Regions from separate parts of the Mus musculus genome. Here regions 2 and 3 are each linked to region 1. A link is a contact called in public HiCAR-type and Micro-C data. All regions are on one chromosome and are shown on one strand. Each heading gives the region's core, a stretch centred on a gene start, on an enhancer-like site or on the middle of the called end of the contact. The rest is flanking DNA. Distances are from core to core; before and after follow the strand shown. Region 1 holds the start of Tgfbr3 (transforming growth factor, beta receptor III). Region 2 has its middle 7.2 kb from the start of Gm42146. Region 3 holds the start of Btbd8 (BTB (POZ) domain containing 8).

Region 1 (4,286 bases), core at 1,007-3,506:
TGCTGGCTGGCCCATGCCTGTGACCTTGAACTTGGGAAGTATGAGGCAGAAGCAGGAGAAATGAGAGTTCAAGGGCAGGCTTCACTACTTAATGAGTTGGAGACCCTGAATTACTTGAGACCTATTCAAAGGAAAACTAACCCAAAACAAAACAACATCAACAACAAAACCCTAAAACCCTACCACTCAATTCTCCTCGTTAGAAGCCTAGCACTTTTAGAGGAAGGCTGAAGTGGAAGCTTAAGGGTTCTTTCGAAAGTCAGTTGTGTTAGGTGGTGTTTTGCTGGGGCAAACATGTGAAGGAGTGTTTTCCTGAAGCAGACACAGGTGTACGTTTAAGGCAGTGAAAGGAACATTCCACTGAAGCAGACACAAGTGAGAGGATGTTCTGCTAAAGCAAGCACGTGAAAGGACATGTGATAAAAGATTCTTTGCTAGTGACAGACACATATATTGGTCCGCCTTCCATTGCATAGTTGAGCTCCATTTGTCAGGACTTCAAAGAGAGAAACACACCAAGAAACTTAGGTGGCGTGACACAGTTTCTTGTGGCTTCCATGGACTCGGGCTGATTGACAGAGTGATGTCAGCTGAGACAGACTCACGTGCTGAGGCAAGACCTGTGGGGAGGCAAGACCCGCAGAGGACATAAGGCGTTTGAAGGGTATAAGTAAAACTCCATGGACAGTAACAGAGTATAGCTAGGATTGTTTATAGAGCTAGCGGTGTAATGCTGGTCGGTTTGGAATCTTTGCTGATCTTCGCTTCTCAGAGGGGCATAGCTGAGAGCTTCTCCTGACATTCCTGTTGGTCCCTGCTGCTGCTGAGGCTGAGGCCTGGCTGTTTCTGCTACGTAGTGCCACCGCTGTTGATTTGTGTTGACTATCCTGACTCTACTGAACTTCATATATCTGTGAAGTGTTTGCGAGTGGATCCAACTGTCTCTTCAAACCTGTGAACTGAACTACAGATTTCCAGACAACACAGATGGGAGTTGCTCCAAAGAACCTTTCTAAACAGGTCTACTTCCCCATATCCTTTGGTTTTTCCTACTTCTCTGGAGGGTGGTGGGCAAGAAGGGAGGTTAAAGTGTTTAAGAAACATCATTAAAAATAGGCTTTAAAAACTTAAAATTACAAAAGTCTAGCTGGGCTACTCATTTGTGCAAAGGTTCCCTGACGATCCAGCAGCTGTCAAGACTGGAAACTTGTCTTTGAACCAGACACTTCAGTCACTCCATCTGTTGTGGCACCTGTAGAGTTTCCCGTGAAGTAACTGGTGACAGAATTCCATGGATAAAGGTGCTTGCTGCCAACCCTGAAGAAATGCACCAAAGATGGATTCTTGGGCCCTACTTGAGGAAAGGGAGAAAGTTGTCTTCTGACCTCTACTCTGGCCAAGGCTGGTTCTGAACTTGTGATTCTTCTGCCGTACTTGGTTGTATGTGGTGCTGGGGCTCAAACTCAGGGCTCTGTGTATGCTGGGCAAATACATTACTACCGAGCTATAGCCCCAATGGGCAATTCACCTTTTAATAGAAAGTGAAGCGTAAACAGTGCCAGATTTGTGTTGGTGACTGAAGTAGCTGCATTCAACTCTTGCAAAGCACATTCATGCAGGCAGGACCCTGTGTGCTCGCCTATCCTGTGTTCAGAGGGCCGCGGGGAAACCGTAGGAATGGAATTCAGCAGCTGGAGAAGGCACTTTAATTCAGCAGCTGGAGAAGGCACTTTGAGCTAGGCTGTAGAAAGTAAGAGACCCTGACCACACCACAAGAGCATATCTTTAGATAACCGAAACTGGAGAAAAACCAAACTGGGGCAGAATGAATGTGTGCATGGGGCTTCGATGTGGGAATGGGTTTCTCTGAGATTTTTTTTAAAGGAATTTTTATATCAACAACCAGGAATCCAATAAAACTATCTTCTCCTAAGGCCCTGGTAGTTTGAAGGATCTAGGGAAAGGCAGCGAGTCTTCGCAGTGCGCGCCACATCCCGGGTACTCCACACTTCTTCCAGGCCGGGGATGCCCAGCTGTCATCCCATCTCGGGCCGAACCCCCCCCCCCCCCCCCCACACACACACACACCCGACTTCCTTTCTATCCTTACAGCTCCAGCCTTCTCTGCCCGAAGGGAAGCACAGGCTGGAGCAAGCTCTCTAGGCTCATCCATCAGCAGTGGAGGAGGAGGAGAGGAGGGGCAGGAGGAGGAGTTTCTAGGCGGCCGAGCCCCCGAGGCCCGCGGTGCCCTTCCCCCCTTTCGCTGATTGCTGTGGCTGCGCGCCCGACCCCGCCCGCGCGTGTGCGCGGCCGAGTTAGGGCGCCGCACGGGCCTGATGGGGGTGATCCAGGCTTTCGGGGACGCCGAGCGCCACTTTCCTCCTCCCTGGCAGTGAGAGAGAGAGAGAGGTGGAGAGGGAGAAGCGGGCTGCTGTCCTTCCAGGCCACTTTCGCTGCGCGATTCCGCGAGCTCCCGGCAGGAGGTGAAAGTCCCCGGCGGGGTCCGGATGGCGCAGTTGAACTGCGGCTGCTGAGCTCGCGGCCGCCTGCGCGCGCTGGGCGCGGGGACTCGTCTGGGCTACTCCCCCACCTCGCGTTGGACGACCGGTCCTGGACACACCGCTTGCGAGGTACGTGCGGTTTGGCGCCCTATCAGAGGCTGTGCACGCTGCGTAGTGCGGGTCGGTGCCTGCTTTGCGGGGTTGCTCTGGCCATCCAGGACCCCGAGGCTGGGACCTGGCTTTGGTCCCGCAGGGTTGACGCTGAGCGGAACCGGGATCCGCTGCGGTCCCGGGTGGGCAGCGCCGGGGAGGAGTTCCCCACACCCGCTTTCGCTCTTCCTCTCCACGGTTTCCTAGTCCCGTGCGGGGCTGCAGGCCACTGCGCTCCTGGCGCGTGACAGCGTGGGTGGGCACTCGACCATGATGGGTAGCAGAGGCCGCGGCCGCGGGACTCGCGCGCCAACGCCAGTCCTGGGTCCCCGCTGGCCGCGCCCTGGCTCGGGGAGTCAGTCCCGAAAACGCTGTGAAGGACGCTCCCGGGTTAACCTTGTGGCGCTCCCGCTGATGGTAGAGGCTCCCTACGATTTGTGAACTTGGTTGGGACAAACTTGAAACTCTTGGATGTTGCTAGAGGAATCCGCTTGTAGAGTTGGGCTTATTGGGGCATTTGTCCCACCTTCCCGCACCGGATAGGAGTGCAGACAGCTGGAGTGACAAGCCGCAAGTATCACGGCTTAGGTGTTGGTGCAAACAGTTGCCCTACTCGCTAACCGTGAACTGGGAGGACACGGTCCCCCAAGGTGGCTGTGCGGTTTGGAGGAGTGCACAGATGTTTCTGACTGGGACCGTGCGGAGCGCAGCACAGGTGTTAGCGCCTCGTGCTGCGCCCTGCTGTGACAGGAGAGCCGCGAGGATAGGCATCCCGTGAGTGTCAGACTGAGATAAAGAACCAGCCAATTTAAAATTTCTTCTTTCTTCGAAGAAGTGAGCGGTTTGGGAGGGTACCAACACGCAAAAAAACCCATATCGGGATCCTTTAATATCCAGGGAATGGCCCTTTAGATTGTAGCGGGTAATTTTAGGGAGAGCTCAGCAGGTCCTTTTGGGGTACTAAAACGGGAATATATTGATCCCTCCCTGTATGTCAGTATCTCCAGCAACTCCAGCTAGTTCCTGTCAGGGCTTAAAGACTACGTCAACTCTGGTTCAAAGTGATTTTAGTGGACCCATTTTACAGATCATATATGCTAGACTCCAGCAGCTAGAGGCAAAGTTACTTGTCCAAGGTCACATAGAGCTTTCTGTTACTTTTAACCCAAGAGCTGCCTCGGTCAGTCATGGCGGAAAGTGTGGTAAGATCCATGGGCCCTAAGTCCTTGGCCCTCTGTTCTCACCCAGCTTCCTGTCTGAGTTGAATACATCTTTTGAAACACAGATACAAATTATCTGTGATTAATTTAGAGGATCATATACGTATGTACTTTGCAGGAGCCAGAATCCAGCTTCTCTGAGTCTGGGTCCAAATAATTATAAATAGAACTCTGACTCGTGTTAATTTCAATCTTTATTCTTCATTACTTTTATTAATCCACCAGACATTGTTGATCAAGGCCGCTTGGCTTCCTTAGGAAACAGCTTGAGGCTGGCACAGGAGGCAGGGAAATAATTCTTACCCCCTGAAGGGCTATTAAAGACGACTTGATTTCATGCCATTGTCTCAGCAAGAGGATGTTGCTCTGTTTCTTGATGTTCTCTGCTTTTGGCTTTAATTCTGCATTGTTTAGC
Region 2 (4,286 bases), core at 1,191-3,690, 190 kb after region 1:
TCTATCAGCCCTGGGCATGTTGACAGCATTCAAGCTCTGGGAGTCAGATGCATGGATTAGATCTTGGCCCTACCACTTGTTGGATAAGCCATCCCTTAACTTAAAATTTTTTTTAAAAAAATATACTTTTCAACATTTCTGTGAATATTAAATGAGATAATCTACATGAAGTTCTTGAGGTAGAATAATAGCTTAATAAAAGCATCTCCTGCCATCACCAGAGTTACATGCTGTGTGAGCTTTGGCAACATAATGGGTGCAGCTTTATCTCATTATTGAGATTATTTGCACTAATGGTGAGTTCTAAACTATTTTATAATGGCCTTTTCCAGATCATTCTGTACATTTCTAATTTCTCTGCCTGTTTTTTTTTCTTTTTCATATGATGATATTTTAGAATATTTTTTATTAACTCTGAGAATTTCAGGCAATTTTTGATCATACTCACCCCTCCCCCAACTCCTCTTGGAAATCTAGTCTATTAATTTCTGAGAATTTCATAGGTATGATGTGTTTTAATCAGACTCAGCCTCTCACTGCTCCCGCTGACCTAGTCTCCTAGTTCTACACTAGCTCCCTCCCTCCCTCGCTATGTTTAATAGCCGACTGTCAGCCTACCAAGGATCACATCTTTAAAGGAGACCCACTCTTTCTTGTTGAGCAGCCATCTGCTAACCATCTGCACCGCCTCTGCTGGGGGGAGGGGGGGTCTGTCCATTTTTCTAATGAGTAGTTTGGTTTCTTTTGTTTTTGTTTTTAACCTTCATTGGGAAAGATTTGTGTCACATGTATGACCAGTGTTTTCTTTCATACCATTATCTTTCTCTTCTATTCATGATAAACATATCACCCGGATCATTGCTTGTCACTTTAGGTAGTTGGCTTCATCCATCTTTTTCTTGTATCCATTGGCTTCTTGTCCCTCCTGGGATTCTGTGACTCTAGACACACCTTAACACCTGTCATTTTTGCTCTTAAGGTTTGGATGCATGCTTAACCCATACATGTATGATATGAAGGAAGGCTCACATGCTTAACCCATACATGTATGATATGAAGGAAGGCTCACATGCTTAAGCCATGCATGTGTGATATGAAGGAAGGCACACATGCTTAAGCCATATGTGTGTGATATGAAGGAAGGCTCTAGTTTTGTTTCTTCCAGATCAGAATTCAATTCTACTGGGAGGTTTAAAGTTCATCCATTTCCTATTGTATTAAATTTTTAAAAAAATGATGAGGGGCTGGAGATGTAGCTAAGTGGTAGACTCTTGTCTAGCATGCTTATAAGGCCATGGGTTTAATCATACTGAAGAAAAAGGGGGGTGGGGTGGGATGTGGAGATTGCCCAGCATTAAGCGATAGATTTGGTGTGAAATCATAGCTAGGCAGTACCGGGAAACACTTAGAACAGTAGGAGGCCCACCTAAGAGTTAATAACAACAGGCCATCGTTTTCATTAAGTTCCTCACTGATCCCATGTTCCAAAGGAAAATGTAACTCTTAGCACTATGGGTTCTCTGATTTTTCTCGAGAACAAATCTGTCTTTCCCCTCTCTGTCATTGTAAAAATCTTGAGAAAAGGTTTTCTGGTCAGTAATAAAAAGCAGACCAATGTCAGATCTATCAACATGCAACCCTGCGCTCTCTCTCTCTCTCTCTCTCTCTCTCTCTCTCTCTCTCTCTCTGTCTCTCCCTCACTCTCTCTCTCTCTCTGTCTCTCCCTCACTCTCTCTCTCTCTCTCCTGTTCCACACATTTTACAAGTCAAAGTCATTTGTGGTGTGTTGTTTCTTCCAGCTGCTGCCTATGAATGCTATAATAATTCTATAAAATGAAGAAATATTAACAAACGTCATTTCTGAGAAAAATGCTGGCATCTTTTTCTTGTTTCCTAGCGAGCCAAGCTCATACATCGCTCTTTCCTAAGTTAATGTGTTCAAAAGCATGCAAGCAACTTGATTAATTTTTACAGATGTCATTAATAGTCTGAGGTTTGAGTTTTGGCATTTTTCTTCCTTTGTCTCTAACTTTCCATCTCAGCTTTTTTTTTTCTTCCAGAGAAAATGAACGCTGTGCTTCATGTAGATTTGATTTCCACACTAAAGTAAAGGTCACATGATGTCACCCCTCCTCCTCAGAAGGCCACAGCCTGAACTGATTTTTTAATGATTTTTCTCCTCTTGTTGCCTCTGAGAATTCATTAAAAAGAAAAACAAACTCAAAAGTGGAATCCCAGGATTGTAATTTTGTTTCTTTCTGCTGTACCCAAATAACCCAAAACGAAGCAGCTTATGGGGTCTGCTGGGCCTGAGTCTGAGGGGACAGAATCCATCAGAGAGGACAAGGCATGGCAGCAGCAGCTCTGCGGGTGCAGGAGTGAGCATCCGGGTGGGGCTCTCACCCCCTAGCATCTTGGCAGAGCAGGAAGCAGAGAGCACACAGGAAGTGTGGCTGGGCAAGGCCCAGCTTCCAGGGACGCACGTCCTCTGGAGAGGCCCCATTGTCTAAGGTTGCACAGCACTTCATGCAGCACTGCCCAATGGGGACCAAGTGTTCAGACACACAAGCATCTGTGCCACACCACCTACCGTCTTAGCTCGAGAAGAAGTGAAGGCTGGGAATGAGTGTAGGAGGATCAACCTCCAGGTACCCTCGGTCACAAACCAGAGATGCAGACAGATCTAGAGTCCTGCAGAGTGCAACTTGTTGGGGGACCTAATCATGGAAGTGTGGTCCTGTGTATCCAGATGAGCATATTTATGGGTTAGGAAAAAACTGAATTCACCCTGCCTGGGATATACCTGGACTAGGATGATACTAAAGTTACATACATCCAATAGTAAAGACCCACATATATTTCTAACCATTTGATCTGTTTTTCATTTGCTAGGATAGTATGCAGGAAAAACAACAACAACAACCAGGGTTACTTAGGGATATCATGATAGTTATGGTTTTAGATGTATGTAAATACATCAAGCACTATCCATACAATCTCCACTCCTTAATCGACCCTTACAATGTCATAGCCTCCTTGAACCCTCCTTGAACATATCCTCAGCCTGCCAAGGGATTGAGCATCGTGTAGACAGGAAGACTGTTTTCCCAGCATGCACACATAATCCACAGCAACAGTCAAGGCAAGAGCTCAAAACAAAAGTCATGCAAACAATAACTACTAACTTTTACCCAGAGCCCCAAGAACAAAGCTCAGCCACCTCCTGTATGAGGCACATGAGGCACAAGCGTGGGTTTCCCAACAGTGCAGTCTCCAGGGACAATAGAAAAAACAAGAGTAATGCTGTGATTAGAAAACCAAACACAGGTCGGGGCAAATGTGCTCACCCAAACGGCATCGTCTCTGCTGGAGGACACAGCGGCAGTGCCAGGGGCTGGCGCAGTGGAGCAAGCATCCATGCTGGCTGGTATGATGGAGTCTGTTGTAGTTGGACTATAAAAATGCCCCCCTACAGATTTGTATGTTTGAGTATGTGACCTCAGCTGGTGGCATTTTTTGGAGAAGTTGTGGAACCTTTGAGATGTGACCTAATTATCAGGAGTGGATTAACTGAGGGCAGGACTTGAAGGGTTCATCTGGCTCTGGCCCTATCTCTGCTTCCTGGTTATTCAGACTGTAACTGTCAGTTCCTATATGATGGTCCCACCACTCTGGACACCCAGTTGTCATGTCTTCCTAGCTGTGATGGTTTGTATTCCCTGAGCCATGAGCCAGAACAAGTCCTTCCTCCCTTAAATGCTTTCTTTCAGGTAGTCTGTCATCAGAAGTGTCACCAATACACAGACATATCAGGTGCAGGGCCATGCCTTGTTGTACTTGTAACATCCTGAAACAGTATCATCATTACCAGTTAGCATGATGTCACCTACACGATGCAGCCAGATGGTAGCAGTAGGAAACATGGAACACCTTGGCTGCTAAGTGAAGCAAGCCTGATTTTGTTAGTCTAGTTTCAAAAGATTTCTGATGCTGGCATTCAGAGAAGCATGCCCAGAGCCAAGGAAACATGTGACTTTTTTTTTTCAGCACAGGGTCAATAGTACACTCTGCATAGTCAGGAGGCATGGCCTTATTTTAGCTTCCTATAGTCCATCCATCCACGCACTCGTTCATCAGGGTGGAATACATGTGTACAGGTCCAGCCTGTGCAAAGCTGAACAGTCCTCTTAGGGGGGAGTGAGGAAGGCTATAGGAAAGATAGAAAAGAGATGCAAGAGACAGATGTGGGAGGGCTGCAGGTCATTACCACATCAGCACTGAGTGTG
Region 3 (4,286 bases), core at 1,030-3,529, 150 kb before region 1:
GACTCTAGCTTGTGTCGGATTAACATAAAACTAACCAGGACAGGCTCAAATCTACTTATATGACCTTGGCTTTTTATCATAAATCTCAATACTTTAATCTCATCTGAACTGGATTGTATACTAAGCTGACATTAGCTTCATGTGCTAGTTAAGCAAGGTAACTTCTGTGGAGAAATTGTATGATAATCCAGGTAGCAAGTGGTACCTTTAAGAATGCACAACCCCCAGAAGGAATATTGAGATAATATACTTTTCCTCCCCAGAAGCCCATCCTTCAGTGCAGCCACTTGCAGCATGATGACATTGTGACAGCGCAAGACAGCGCAGAGGCTCCTCCATCTCATATTCTTGCTGAGGCCATTTCAGGTTTAACTAACATTTGGTTTCCTTGATAGAGAATCCCACAAAAAAGTTAACCAACTCTATTGTAGGAATCCAAGGTCAACAGATTCCAGCCAATTTAGCTTTTTTGTTAAACTGCCTACTGTGCAGACCTCCCCTCCAGTTAACTGCTCAAGTTCTGTTACAGTGTTTGCTTGTGCAAAATTCCCCCTGCAGCTGCACAATACAGGGGAAGTGGCTTTAAAAGCCCCTCACCTAAATGCTTGGGAGTACACTTAGGTCCCAGCCAATAGGAACAAATACTTTCAATTGGCTAGAAACTGTGTCTGAGTAGTCACCACTGGCAAATGGGCTCCTCTAACAACAGAAACCTGCCTGCTTTTCTGAGTCCTAACTCAAAGCATAAGGTTTTCTTTTCCTTTCTATCCTTTTCTTTTAGACACTGGCCCATACACTCTGGACTTTCTCACTGTTCTTTGGAAGTAGCTCACACATCACACAGCAGCTGTTCTCCACTGGGTAGCCTACCAGCTTTCTTAGACCTGATATAAAAGGCACGGCTTTCTCTTCCCCATGCTTCCAGGCAGCTGATAAGACATGTAGCTTGCCTATTGACTCTGTTTTTAAAATCATTTTATTAATGAGACTATGAAGACTATGAAGAAGAGGACCTCAGCTTTTTTTCCCGATAAACATATGAGCTCAACGTGAAGATCCCCAAATTTCCACAGTTGTTCACAGTAAGATTTGTAGAATAAAGCCAGGTGTGGTGGCAGATGCCTCTAATGACAGGCAGAGGCAGGCTGATCTGTGATCCTGGTCTAGAGAGTGAGTTCCTGAACAGTCTGGGCTACATTGAGAAAAAACAACCCAAAAAACAAAACAACGAAACCCAAATAAGCAAACGAAAGTATTGTGCAATAAGAGAGAAATGATCCAGAGGTTAGCAGCATTGCTCTTGCAGAGGGCCTGGGTTTGGTTCTCATCACCCACACTATTATAGAAAGAATACGCATTCCCAGTAAGAAATCACTCCCGCACTTATCACAGGTCTGCGTATGGCTAATTAATGCCTAAGGAAGAGCTGGCCTTGAGTAAATTTTTACTAACTTATATACACACCTTAGGAGATGCATTTTCATATATGCCGTCATCTTTAAATCGAGTTCCAGCCCCAGTCTGCACTTTGAACAATTTAAATAGAGACAGGAGTCTGCAAGTCTGACCACTTGGGTGGATGGGAGGTTTGCACAGCAGAGCTATTGCCAGAATTATTTTCAGTACAGCAGTATGTGTTTCCCCCACTAGTTGATGGCCGGGTTCATCTTGCCCACCTGTCAGAATTATGCCTTCCCTGCTAAGAGCATAGAGGAATTAATGGTAGCTGTGACCCTGAGCTGCCCCGTTAAAGGCACACGGTTCGGTCCTTCATGTCAAGAAAACACTCGTTTTCCTAATTGAATAATTTTTCTTCCAACTTTTTAAAGACATGGTATGTGTTTCAGGGTCTGGACGCAGCCCGAACTCAGCAACAGCCACTGCCGGTGTGTGAACCTTAGAAACACTGGTTGCAACGCATCGTGTAGGTCTAATTTTTGTCCTCCTTCTGAGTGCCTAGACACCGGTTCCTTGGGTCGGGCTGAGCCTCCTTGGGAGGGAGGCGCCCAGCGAGACTGCAGCGAGGCGGGGAGGGAGTGAGCAGCGCTGCTCCCGCCTCCTACCTGAGCACGTCGCGGCTGAGCTGCTCCGACACCGCCGCCTTCAGCCGGCGCCGCTCCCCGGGCCCCTTCCTGGGCAGCCCCTTCCTGCCATGCCCCGGGGAACTCAGAAGGGCCACCGGGGCCGCACCTCCCGCTCCACAGTGGGCCATGTCGGCCGCAGAACCCCGGTGCCAGGCCGCGCTGGACCGGTACGGGGGCGTTCCCGAGCCCAACAGCGCGCAGCCGAATCCGCCCCGGAAGGAAAATTCCCGCCCCCACCTAGTTTGCAGCCGGTCCCTAAATGCTGCGGACCAGGCACCGCGCGCCTAGGACTCAAAGCCCGTAGCCACGTGACCGGGCGCTGCTGCGCAGGCGCACTCGCTCTGTTTACATTGGCCTGTTTGCGCCCTCCTAACTGACCTGAAGGGAAGGTCCCCAGAGCTGTAATCTGTTCTTTCTTCTTACTGGTTGGTGTTAAGTCAACCGTTTAATGAGTGTTATGGAGAAGTGACTTGAAATCAATGTGAGAAGAATTTGTATGTGTTCTTTCTGGGGTGTCTGCATCCTCTGCCCTCTTTATGAAAGATGGGGGTTGGGGGTAAGGTGGGGGATGGGATCACAAGAGTTTTCCAGTAGTGAGTATTAATGTCCTGAGCAAGGAGGTAGATAGGCATAGTTGGTATAGCACAAGTTATATTTTAGTATGCCGAGGGTCATCACATAAGGTTCATGCCCTAAATTCCTATGGTCCCAAGGCCATCTCCCTAAGGCTGCTTAACTGGGTGATGTATCTTAGCTGAAGGTTATATAAGGGTCCATGATTCGCCAAGGAATGATACCTAGGACTCAAATAGTATGTAAACACAAAGAGTGTTTTATTCTACAGAAGTCCAGCATGCTGGGGTCTCCCATTACCAAGACAGAGACAATCAAGTGAGCTCGCAGGCCTGATTTAAGCACATTAGGGGATTCTGGGATAGATAACCTTCATCTTGCTCCATCTCTAAGAATATTCCGTTACCAGGGTGTGGGGGATGGAAACTGTTGTTGACCCTTTGCCCTTGCTTCAGGCCAGGTGGCAGGACAGCTTCTGATGGCAGGGCAGTTTCTGACCAGCTGCCTAAAGCCAGGGTTTTTTTCTAGTAACTGACTTGCCTGGGCTTGCCTGGATTTGCCCAGTTCTTAGGCCTAGTCTCCTGGACTGCCAATTTGAAGCCTGTCATGGAGTCAGCCTGTATCAGACGACTCTAACAGTCTTTGATTAAGGGTCAGGATCCTGGGAGAGACTCTCCAGCCACAGGGCAGACTCTTAATCTCTGTTTACATTCTATCTACTGGCGTCAACGGGATTCTAGGGCTGTGTCTAATTATCTAAGTGGTGCCACTAGGTTTTGGTTATCAGGTGCAGCCTTGAGTTCAGTGGAATTCCTGGCTAAGCTATTTTTACAAATCTAAAATGCATGTTTTTTTGTTTTGTTTTGTTTTGTTTTGTTTTACTGTGCTCATTACACCTACTTAGCTTTGAGGAATAAATGATTTGGATTAAGAAAATGTGAAGGGCCAGGCGTGGTGGCACACGCCTTTGATCCCAGCACTTGGGAGGCAGAGGCAGGCAGATTTCTGAGTTCGAGGCCAGCCTGGTCTAAAAAGTGAGTTCCAGGACAGCCGGGGCTACACAGAAACCCTGTCTCGAAAAACCAAAAAAAAAAAAAAAAAAAGTGAAGGTTAACCCTCTCATGATTCACAGCTTCCTGTTTTCATGCCTAACTCCACTGCCCCATCTGGTTTCATATCACAACTATTAAGTTATCTGCCATTTTTTTGAGGGCTTCCCCACCCCAATAGTCCTTAAATTGTAAGGCTTTTATACTATTCTAAGTCGAGCGTGTGGCTCTAAAGACTCCAAGCTAGGATCTGCTTTTATTAATGCAAATGTGCGATATGTCAGGCCCAAATGAAATTCCATCTCTCCAAATTCTGGTGGTTAGACAAAAGTCCAGCATTCCTCGGGAACTTGTGAAGCCATTTGTGGTGTGTGTTAGCATACCAAAGTTCATGTTGGCCTCCAGGCTCCCTCATTATCACAAGTACCTGTTACATATTTCAGAGTTCGTGTCAACATGCTGCCCTTCTTACCTCCTCCACAACAGTAAATGTCTCCAGCTCATGGGCTTACCCTGCTATTTTGGCTATGCTCTCCCCCCACCCCACCCCTGCTTTCCCCCACCCTCTTCTTTCCTACTT

The links. A called contact is a pair of places that touch in the nucleus more often than the background predicts. HiCAR-type assays count read pairs that join an accessible place to other places.
Region 2: a contact with region 1 is called in a HiCAR-type map of Th17 cells, with 3 times the contacts expected there. The contact joins the enhancer-like site here to the promoter of Tgfbr3 in region 1. A contact is called at or near these places in 5 of 39 promoter capture datasets (cancer-associated fibroblasts, cranial neural crest, hippocampal neurons and 2 more), 2 of 15 datasets of contacts at CTCF or cohesin (the NIH/3T3 cell line and large pre-B cells), 16 of 484 Hi-C or Micro-C datasets (the AML12 cell line, the N1E-115 cell line, beige adipocytes and 12 more), 23 of 115 datasets of contacts at active chromatin or transcription factors (Th17 cells, bone marrow-derived macrophages, cardiomyocytes and 17 more) and 4 of 9 other capture datasets (adipose tissue, embryonic stem cells, liver and 1 more).
Region 3: a Micro-C map of embryonic stem cells shows a contact between it and region 1, with 2.0 times the contacts expected there. The contact joins the promoter of Btbd8 here to the promoter of Tgfbr3 in region 1. A contact is called at or near these places in 3 of 39 promoter capture datasets (3T3-L1-derived adipocytes, cranial neural crest and liver) and 1 of 484 Hi-C or Micro-C datasets (embryonic stem cells).

Annotation. Positions count from the first base shown.
Region 1 is chr5:107,287,599-107,291,884 of GRCm38.p6, reverse strand. Tgfbr3 (transforming growth factor, beta receptor III) reads left to right here and starts at 2,256. Exons shown (of 17, transcript NM_011578.4): 1 at 2,256-2,630.
Region 2 is chr5:107,099,480-107,103,765 of GRCm38.p6, reverse strand. No RefSeq gene overlaps it. Among named protein-coding and RNA genes, the nearest start is that of Gm42146, 7.2 kb to the right of the region's middle. Within about 2 kb of position 2,440, at least 30 of the 459 cell types and tissues checked have an H3K27ac peak or open chromatin away from gene starts, as enhancers often do. A contact at or near this core is called in Th17 cells and uterus, where this site is marked.
Region 3 is chr5:107,435,923-107,440,208 of GRCm38.p6, reverse strand. Btbd8 (BTB (POZ) domain containing 8) reads right to left here and starts at 2,279. Exons shown (of 18, transcript NM_001378266.2): 1 at 2,064-2,279. The coding sequence starts at 2,212.